Regions from separate parts of the Ovis aries genome. Here region 2 is linked to region 1. The links are chromatin contacts, called in public Hi-C maps. All regions are on one chromosome and are shown on one strand. Each heading gives the region's core, a stretch centred on a gene start, on an enhancer-like site or on the middle of the called end of the contact. The rest is flanking DNA. Distances are from core to core; before and after follow the strand shown.

The links. Hi-C and Micro-C count contacts between places; a contact is called where the count stands out from the background.
Region 2: a Hi-C map of hypothalamus shows a contact between it and region 1, with 4 times the contacts expected there. The contact joins the enhancer-like site here to the promoter of SESTD1 in region 1. A contact is called at or near these places in 6 of 16 Hi-C or Micro-C datasets (hypothalamus, liver, mixed tissues and 3 more).

Annotation. Positions count from the first base shown.
Region 1 is chr2:130,863,296-130,868,407 of ARS-UI_Ramb_v3.0, forward strand. It overlaps SESTD1 (SEC14 and spectrin domain containing 1), which reads left to right and starts at 3,755. Exons shown (of 17, transcript XM_042243667.2): 1 at 3,755-4,042. LOC121818694 (a long non-coding RNA gene) reads right to left here and starts at 4,682. Exons shown (of 2, transcript XR_006058730.1): 1 at 4,611-4,682.
Region 2 is chr2:130,903,899-130,908,828 of ARS-UI_Ramb_v3.0, forward strand. All of the region lies in intron 1 of SESTD1 (SEC14 and spectrin domain containing 1), which reads left to right. Among named protein-coding and RNA genes, the nearest start is that of SESTD1, 39 kb to the left of the region's middle. Within about 2 kb of position 1,978, at least 6 of the 54 cell types and tissues checked have an H3K27ac peak or open chromatin away from gene starts, as enhancers often do. A contact at or near this core is called in hypothalamus, where this site is marked.

The DNA.
Region 1 (5,112 bases), core at 2,505-5,004:
CTGTGGGTGGAGCAGTTTCTCTGAGAAGCCTATTTTGGGGCAGTGAGTGTTCAGCAAATTACCTGACTCAGCTGAGCTTCAGTGTAGGTCTACCTTATCTCAGTGCGTTCTTCAGAAGTTCCAGAGAATGATGTTTGGGAAACATTTGTACATAAAATACTAGGTTATAATGAAGCAAAATGAATGTGAGAAGTTATATAATTTTAGGGGAGAAGTTATATAATTTATAATTAAATTGGAGGGGAGAACTTAGGAATTTAGGAAGAAGTTGCTTAAAGTGCTTTGGGGATTCTCCCTGCCCCTCCACTCCTGAATGCCTTTCAAATGTTATTCTTATTTCACATTATTCTCTGTTTGGCAGAGGATCCTGATACATAAGTTCCAAAGTGATATTTAAGATGAATACATGCAAAAGTGCACACTCAGTCTCCAAAAACAACTTGCACAAATTCAGTTTGGCGGAATATGCTTAAATAGGTATGTATGTATGTGTTAAGATCCTAGAAAAGGTTTGAGTTTTTGTTTTTAGTTGGCAAAAAAGAACATGACATTTATGAATAGTGCAGGTTGGTAGAAAAATATAAATGTGATATCAAGCTGAATTTTGAAACATCATCATAAGAGTGTGTAAAGTTGTATTTCTCTCTTTTCTCTTTATCCCTGGAAGGCTGGACTCAATTCTAGATGCCACCTTTTAAGAGGCACTAGAGTATGTTTAGAGGTGAGTGTGTGGGGGAGATGCATAGGACATGTGTGTCAAGGCTGTGTGAGAAGGCACACACCCTGTTTGCTGACTTAGGCGGTATAAAAGGCTATGTATGGAAGGGGGCTTGGACACTTCTGTCCTCAGTACATCTAAGTACTACATTTACGTTCACTGGATGTTTTACTTCAGTTGTATTCCTATTAATGCTAATGATCTAACATGTTATTATTTTCCTCTTTTAAAGTCAAGCAAACTAATACTTGGAGCTGTTTTGTGCTTGTCCAAGGTCATATAATTGTGTCACGCGAGTGTATGTTCCTCGGTTCTTTGTCTCGTCACGGCAAAGATTTGGAGCAATGGACATTAAAGCCCTTGGCGCGTCACAGTTCTTGGGTCTTGGACAAATCGTGTTATAGCTCTTAGGCAAATCAGTGTTACAGCTCTATTTTATTTAGAAGATAGCAGGAGAATCCATCCTCGAAGCGTGAGGGCATGCCAACCCAAAGATCTGAAGGGAAGAGAGTGGAGGAGCTCGTGGGAGAGGGGGAGAGAGAGAGGGAGGGAGAGAGAAAGAGCGCAAGCACGCGGGAGAGGAAGGGAGAGAGCGCGCTCTGGCTCCTCTTATGTGTTTCCTCCCCCTGGCCTGCCCTGTGCAAATTGGGCTTGGCCAGGAGAGCTGTTTGTTCTGCCTGAAGTCTTCACTCTGGTCCTCGGACCTTCTTTTGTTCTATTTTTGCGGGCTTTTCCCTTCCTTGTCTTTTAGCCACCACCATTTTGGACTCCTTTTCCCTATTCTACCTACCTAACAGACGGAAGTTATAGAAGTAGGACCTGACCACACTACTTTGGAGTTTAAATCCAGTGGCGTTTTCTACTAATACCATTGTTACCTACCAAGTTTACAGGGAGACACATTTCAGTTCAAAGCAGGGACTAGCAGGGCTGTTCAAAGATGAACACTATTGTGAGATAGGAGTGGTTCCCTATCATTCAGAGTTCAAGCATATGCTGGACAGCTGCTTTGGAAGGATCTGGCTGTCCCTTCACTTTATAGATATATAAAGAAGGATATGTTTACCTTATTAACAAAATACTAAAAATGAATAAAGCCAAAGGAACTCCAGAGGTGAGGCCTAGTGGATTTAAGTGATTGAGCTATGTTCAATCTGTTGTCATTGGAAAATACAGCACCCAAACACCAGCATTTATAGCCTAATGTGTTTCCTGTTGCAATAGTTGTCCTTTATATAAGAACTGGGTCCTCACTGTTGTGGAACTAGTGGGTATGGAAAAAGGAAGGGCAGGGATGTTTGGTGACTTACTATAATAGATTGTTTGGCATGATCCTGCTTTATTAAAACAAGCAAAGAATGCGAGTGGTAGTAGGAGAGGGTTTAAAATGATAATCAGAGAATGCCATATGGTAAAGGAAAGAATACTGTGGAAGGTTAAGTAAGGAAGGCAGGGACTGTGGATTGCACTGTATTTCCCGCTTGTTGAGTAGATGCTCAACATGTATTTATTGAAATGAATAGTGGCATCAGTACTTGAACAAATATTTAAAGAGAACTTTCCTAGTGCTGAGTATTATGCTCTGTCCAAGAGCCAAAAAAGAACTAGACAAAAATCTCTACCCTTTTAAGGAATTCCCAGTCTAGTAAGAAAAGACCACCAATCAGAGCAATAGGAAAAATGAAAGCGCTAAGGATTATTGTAGAGAATAGATCAAAATTTGCATGAAAGCAGAAAGGAAAGAGTAATTCAGTGTAAGTGTGTCGGGTGAGGATGTGGTTGCGGAAAAAGGACAGGATGTCTGGGAAGATTCCAAGAGGAAAAGGTGCACTATCTTTATTCTCTTGAAGGACAGTAGACGTTCACTGGTTAAATGAGGGATGAATTTCAGATGGAGGAAAGCATACAAAGGCACAAACACAGCCTGAACGTAAGATGTGGTGGGAATTAAAGCTGGAGTTGGAAAAGGTCTGGGGATCAGATCATAAATGACCTTGGATGTCACAGTAATTGCTTGAGCCTGATTATCCACGTGACAAGCCATTGAAAGACTTTAAAGCGGGAAGTTTACTGTTTTTGAAGCATTCCTAGTAGTCCTTAGGAACAGAAGCAGAAACAGTTGACAAGGCTTGACCTAAAGGGTTGCAAAGAGGCTAAAGTCACGGACAGATTATCAGTCACAGAAGTAAGAGGAAATATTAATCCTTGGGACTTTCAATCAGAGAACTTTAGTAGAGAGATTTAGTTGCCTAGTTGTTGAAATGGTACTTTTTTTTTTTTTTTTTCAGGGGAATTAGGTGATACTGAAGTGAGTGGCACAGTGAGTAATAAGTAAGGCCTGAGATTGGGACCACATGGCTGCCCTGAGCTTGTATTAGCTGATGACTCTTTTGAACTGAATTCAGGAAATGACATAAAAACAATTTGCGCAAGAAAACTGGAAGAACAAGGACTCTGAAGTCATTACATTTGGAGAAAAATAACTAGGGGTGGTGAGGATGGGCAAGTAGCCATTGTCAGAGGGCCATTTGTGGATAAATTCTGGACTGCCCAAAGGAAAGCTGCCCAAAGGAAAACAAATGTCCTGAATCCAGCCCTTTCTCTCTGCAAGCCATTCCCTTCCAACTGCCTTAGCCTTCAGCTCCATCACACACCTCTGTGTGGGAGAGTCGTCTCCTGGCAGTGGGTACTTGGAACTAAAGGAATCCCAACCAACCTAGGATGACAGTGTCAGAATTTTGAAAATCTTGGATACCATATACATATTTCCGTATGAGGGCAGCGACAACAAATGACTTGCGAGGCGTCAAGTGGTCGTGGGGGTGTCTTTCCTTAAGCCCAGGCTTCCCGACTCTAGGCCCAGTCGCCCTTCCACCACCCCACGGTGCCTGTGGGCTTGGGAGGCGGGAGCTCCGCGCCCGCTAAGGATCACCGGGTGGGCCTGGTGGCTTCGGAGGCCCCCGCCTCGCCCAGCCCCCAACCCCCCAGCCCCAGCCCCAGCGGGACTCCCGGCCCCGCCCCCTTCCCGTGCCGGGCGGGGTCGCCGCGCCGCCGCTCCCCGGGCGCGCGCTGTGCAGCGCGGACTCGGGTCGGGCCGAGGGTTCCGGGAGGTCTCGCCAGGCCGCCCGCGCCGCAGCCCCTGGCCTGACGCACAGAGGGGCCGGGACGCAGTTTGCCACGGGCGACCGGAGCCACCGCCGCCCGGGCCCGCTCCGCCCCCAGCCCGCCTTCCTCCCGCCTCGCCCTCCGCCTCCGCCCGCGCCTCACTCGCGTCCCCGCGTCCTTCCCACCGCCCCGGAGCCGCCGGCCCCCAGCGCCAGCCAGGTGAGTGTGGCCGCCGCGCGGCCCGGGCTGCCCGGGCGGGACGACCGCGCAGGCCCCGGGGCCAGGCGGGGAGCGTGGGCGGGAGGAGGCGGCGGCGGGCCCAGCTCGCTAACCCCCGCGCGGCCGCGCGACTGCGGGAGGGGGGCCCCCGCCCCTGGCTCCCGCCGCAGCCCCCGCCGCCACCGCAGACAAAGCGCCCGAGGTGGGAGTCCCGCGGGCAGCCCCTGCCTCCGCGCCGCCAGCCGGGTGCGGCCGCGGCCCTCCGAGCCTGGGCGGCCCGCGTCTCCCCTCCCGGGCGCCCTTGTTCATTTCTGGGTGAAAGGGACCCGAAACGTGCAACAGGTACGGGCGGTGATCATTATTTTCCGGCGGGTCCGGTCCGCCCGGCGTGCGGGCACCAGATGTGGCGGCCGGCTCCGGGGCGAGTCCCCGCGTCCAGCGCCCGCGGCTGGCTCCTTTGTGTGGCCGGTGACCGGCCCTGGCCGGCGGGTGGGGGACGCCGGCCAGAGACCCCCGGGCTGCAGGAGCCTTCTGGACGGCTCCCTTGAGGCGTGGGGGCTTGGCTTACCCCGGGTATGCGGGCCGGTAACATCCCTCCAGCCTTTGCAGGAGTCACAAAGGGACGGGAGAGCGGGTTGGCAGGGATATCTGGATGTGTATTTATTTTTATATGTGAGGTAGACATGTATTGGAAAGGAACCGCAGTCTGGCAGGCTCTTGAGGGTTTCTGTGGCATTTCACCCCGCGATGCACCATTTGGACATGGCAGCTGCTGCTACGCCCCCGTGGTTCTCCTCTTGGTGCTTTGACATCTTTCTTAAACAGACATCACCTGAGAAGTTGGAAATGCTGTTGAGTGTTTGACAGGTCTTCCGTCTCTTCACGTTTTGTCTGTGCCAAGTAAACCCACCGTGTATGCTAGCATAGGTTGGCAAACCCTCAAATTAAGATCACCGCTCAAAAATACCCCCATATTGGGGAATATTAACCTGTGTGGTTTACTTTGGCTTAAATAACCTTATTTTCTTAGTTGTGAGAAACTTTTTATTTTTTTACCCCCAAAGAAAGAA
Region 2 (4,930 bases), core at 728-3,227, 39 kb after region 1:
CTTTGTCCTGGGCAAACAAGTAGACACATTCAAACGGCCGAGCTAACACCTACTTTAGATTTCAGAAGTAAGTTTTTTGGCTCTATTGACTGTATAGGCAGAACAAATTGTTATTAAATTTGAAACATGCTCTTATGTGTTAATATGTTATACACAAAACCTTTGGACTCTCATTCTTTTCTGAGTCAAACAATATGGTACTTAATTGAGTCTCCACCAAAGAGCTCTTCCTGTCTTCTGACCAGCCATTCTGTTCATCCATCACAGTGAATGCCTATTGTGGACATAAATTTTGCTTTTCTTAATAATTTCATTACTTATAAAACAGTATGATGCAGTGAGAGGGAGACTTCTGAAAAAAATGCCTCCAGTCACAAAGTGAGACACGTATAGGGATAGGAAGTAAGTCTGCACTGCCAACCCTGGTGAAAGGAGGCATTCTGCCTGCCTACCTTCTTTATCTTCGGTTATTGCCTGTGTCAGAATTGGTCTCTTCCTCCTCAGCAGTCTTAGTTGGAGACCAAATACTTAGATCTTTCTACATAAATAATTTTAGAATATGATGGTCAATATGTGAAAAAATTTTTAAATTATGGGTAGCCTGTTTCCTGTCTCTTGACTTTGAAATAAGGAAAATATTGCTAAATGTAAAAAAAGGTTGTTAAGGATTGTGGCTTCCTCTTTTACAGTATTGATATGTTTAAAGACTTAGTTTTCTTAATTGTATCTCGGACATTTTCAAAGATGTAAGAGCAGAGAGAGTAGTAAAATGAACCACTGTTTACCCGTCATCTGTTGACTGCCAACAGTTGTCAATGTGATCAGTCCTACTCCGTGCATATCCCCCTCCCCATCATTGATGCAGATCCCAGTCATGTTGTGTTTGTGAATGTTAAAGTGTCATCAATAAAAGATAAGGCACTGTTTTTAATAAACTTAAACTTACTGTCATTACATCTAAAAAAATGAGCAGTTCTATTTGAGAAATGTTGAAGACCCTCCTTATTCATATCATAATATAGGTCACTGTGTTAAACAAGAGCATGAGAAGTAATGGCACTTAGGCCTTGGATTCAGCATTAGGTTTAGATGCCAGTCTTGCTGCTTGTTAACTGCATGAGCTTGGGCTGGTTAAGCTCTCTTCATCTCACTTAGCCTCAGTTTCCTTAGCTGTTAAATGGAAATAACAGTAATTCTGGCCTCAGAGTTCTGAGTTACAAATGAAGCAGTGAAGGTGAAGTGACTAGAATATTGATTATTATTACACATAGAACATTTTCAGTAATACTAGTCATTTTATTTGGCGATATAAGGAAATGGGCCTTATATACCTAGGCTTCCCAGGTGGCTCAGTGGTAAAGAATCTGCCTGCCAGTGAAGGAGACGCAGGAGTTATGGGATCAGTCCCTGGGTTGGGAAGATCCCTGGAGTAGTAAGTGGCAACCCACTCCAGTATTTTTGCCTGTAGAGTCCCATGGACAGAGGAACCTGGCAGACTGCAGTCCATGGGGTGCAGAGAGCTGGACACGACAGAGCATGCATAAGGAAATACACAGATAACTAATTTCACATTCCACCTTTCAAGTGTAGGTGATGTTTTAAGGTGATTTGCATTCAGTGATCCTCTAAGCCTCTGATTTTTATGGGATGCTGAAAAGTCTTAGTATTGTTTTAATTCAGAGGCATATTTTATACTTTTCTCAAAAGCAGATGATTTGTTTTAGGACATATGATGCTGTTGAAAGGAATAAGTGTTTAATCTTTACTCCAGTCTTGGATGTCTTTATGTATATTTGTATGAAAGCTTTGAGATACCCTAAGAGACCATTCTTTATTTTTAAAATTGTGTTCATGTATTTATTTCGGTTGCACTGTATCTTCATTGTTTTCTGCAGTCGCAGCGGACAGGCGCCCCTCTTCACTGCAGTGCTCAGGCTTCTCATTGCTGCGGCCTCTCGTTCTGCAGAGCGCAGGCTTTAGGCGCACGGGCTTCAGCACTTGCAGCGTGTGGCTCAGTAGCTGTGGCTTGTGGGCTGGAGAGCACAGGCTCAGGAGTCGCGGCACAGGGACTTAGCTGCTTCATAGTGTGAGGGATCCTCCCGGACCAGGGATTGAACCTATGTTCCCTGCACTGGCAGGTGGATTCTTATCCACTGCGCCACCAGGGAAGTCCAAGAGCCCATTATTTATAAATCTCCCCATAGCTTAAAAATAAAAAGCAGATCTAAATGCCCTTCTGTAGTGCCAGTTTCCTTAAAGTGATAGTTTGGGCAACTGTAAAGTAAAAGTGGTATCAGTATTATTGCTTACACTCTCCTTTCTCCCCTCTATTTAATCCATTTAATCTTTTCTTATTTCACACCATCCAGAAGGTACAGTGTTGAAAGAAATTTGTCTTTGTAGCTGAAGTTCTTTCATAGCAGGGTATTCTGCTGCTGCTTCTAAGTCGCTTCAGTCGTGTCTGACTCTGTGCGACCCCATAGATGGCAGCCCACCAGGCTCCTCTGTCTCTGGGATTCTCCAGGCAAGAACACTGGAGTGGGTTGCCATTTCCTTTTCCAATGTATGAAAGTGAAAAGCGAAAGTGCAGTCTCTGAGTCATGCCTGACTCTTAGCGATCTCATGGACTGCAGCCCACCAGGCTCCTCCGTCCATGGGATTTTCCAGGCAAGAGTACTGGAGTGGGGTGCCATTGCCTTCTCCGAGGGTATTCTAATTGTAGTAAAAGTTGGGGATAAATTGTTCAGCATAAACAGTTCAGTTTATAGACTTTCTGGAACAAATTGCTTACATATTTTTAGTTTTAATTTTTAATACTTGAAGTGCACATCATTTTCATTCAGATTTTCCTGATTTATAAAATGTTCAATTCTGGTTTTTTAATTATTTTTTGATAGCTTTATTAAAGTAAAATTTATGGTCATAAAATTCACCCATTCTAAGGTTGCAATTCAGTGATTCTTTAACACATTTTTTGACTAGAGGCTTTTTGCAGAATCTAATGCCTGTGGCTGGTGATTTGTTATGAAAGTGAATATTGAAATGTCTGTGGTCAATAACATTTGGGTAACAAAAGATATAGTAATACATCTCTGATCAGTAATATGTTAATAGAGTTAGAGAATCATCACTGCAATTTGATTTCACATTTCCATCACCCCAAGAAAGAATCCTTGTGCCCATTGCCAGTCATTCCCCATACCTAACCCAGATCTAGGCAACCATTAATTTGCTTTGTTTCTATGGATTTGCCTGTTTTGGATATTTCATTTAAATGGAATCATACAATTTGTGACCTTTTGTGTCTGGCTTCTCTCACTTAGCATAACTTTTTTTAGCATAATGTTTTATGGTTCATCCATGTTGTATCATGTATCTATATTTCAGTCCTTTTTAAATTGCTGAGCAATGTTCTATTGCATGGATGTGCCTTATTTTGCTTATTCATTCAGAACTGATGGACATTTGAGTTGTTTTCATGTCTTTAGTGTTATGAATAATACTGCTGTGAACATTTGTGAGTAAGTTTTTGTGGGGACATTTATTTTAAGAAATTATTCACATATGTAGAAATAATGGTTCTCTGTTAATTCATGTATTTTTAATTTTGATTTTATTATGTGACAGTATAGTGGAGAGAAGCCCTGTGCAGCGTTTTAGGAGTCTGGGTTTCATGTTATTACTCAGCGTCCAATGTTATTACTCAATGTTAGAACAGTGAATCTGTGTTTGTAGATCTCAGTTTCTGCTCTAGATTGAATCTTTTTATCCTTCCCAAAATTCATGTATTGAAAACTAATTGCCAGCGTGATAGTATTTGGGTAGGCCTGGAAAATCCCATGGACGGAGGAGCCTGGTGGGCTGCAGTCCATGGGGTCGCTAAGAGTCAGACACGACTGAGCGACTTCACTTCACTTTACTTTTTAGAAGGTGATTAGTACACTTCTAAGAGAAACCCCAGGGAGCTCCCTTGCCCTCCTACCAAGTAAGGATGTAGAGGATGGCCCCGCAAGAACCAGGAAGGGGCCCTCATCAGACGCTGGATCTGTCTGTGCCTTGATCTTGGACTTCTCAGACTCCAGAACCATGGGAGATAAATTTATTTATAAGCACCCCTTTATGGTATTTTTGTTTTAGCAGCCTGAATGAAACTGTGAAAAATAAATTTCTATAATATTTCTATTATAACAGCCCGCATGTACTAAGACAGTTTCCTTATCAGTAAGGTGAAAAAGTTGAAGTAGATGCCCTCTATGGTTCTAATCACTGGTTCTGAATCTATTAGTTTTTGTCTGACCTTGGACAAATTACTTAATTTCTCTGTGCCTCAGTCTCCTTATCAGAAAAAATGGGGATATTAATGTAATTCTGGCTTCCCTGGTGGCTCAGGCAGTAAAGAATCTACCTGCAATGCATATAATTATGTTGTTTTGAGGGGGAAATTATATTCTGGAAACTTGAAATAAATGCCAAGATGTGTTAAGCTACTTGTAGTATGTTTGTTCCCATTTTAGTGTGTTGTACCAAGAAGGCCTCACTCAGTGGGAATGCTTTGGCTGTGGCCTCTGTAAAGAATCAGTGGTGGAAAGCTAAATAGTAGCTGGTGGAGGAAGGAAAACTGAGCTGCTAATAATAGATGCCGTTGAGTGCTTATCATTGTAGAGTGTACTGAACCCTGCACATGTATTAGTTCACCTAATCCTGGGTCTGATGAGTTAGATTCAGTGACTGTGCCCATAAAAGAAAAGTTAAGGAACTGTCCAAACCACCTAGCTAGTAAGTGGCTGCGTCCTAGTCACACCCTTGCCCTAGGCCATGATGCTTAACGCTGCACCAAACCACCTTTCTGGGAGAACACCTCCCCACCTCCCCGGGACAGAGTCCCAGGGCAGAAAGGTGTTCAGTTGGGGAGGACGTTGCTTGGGAAAGA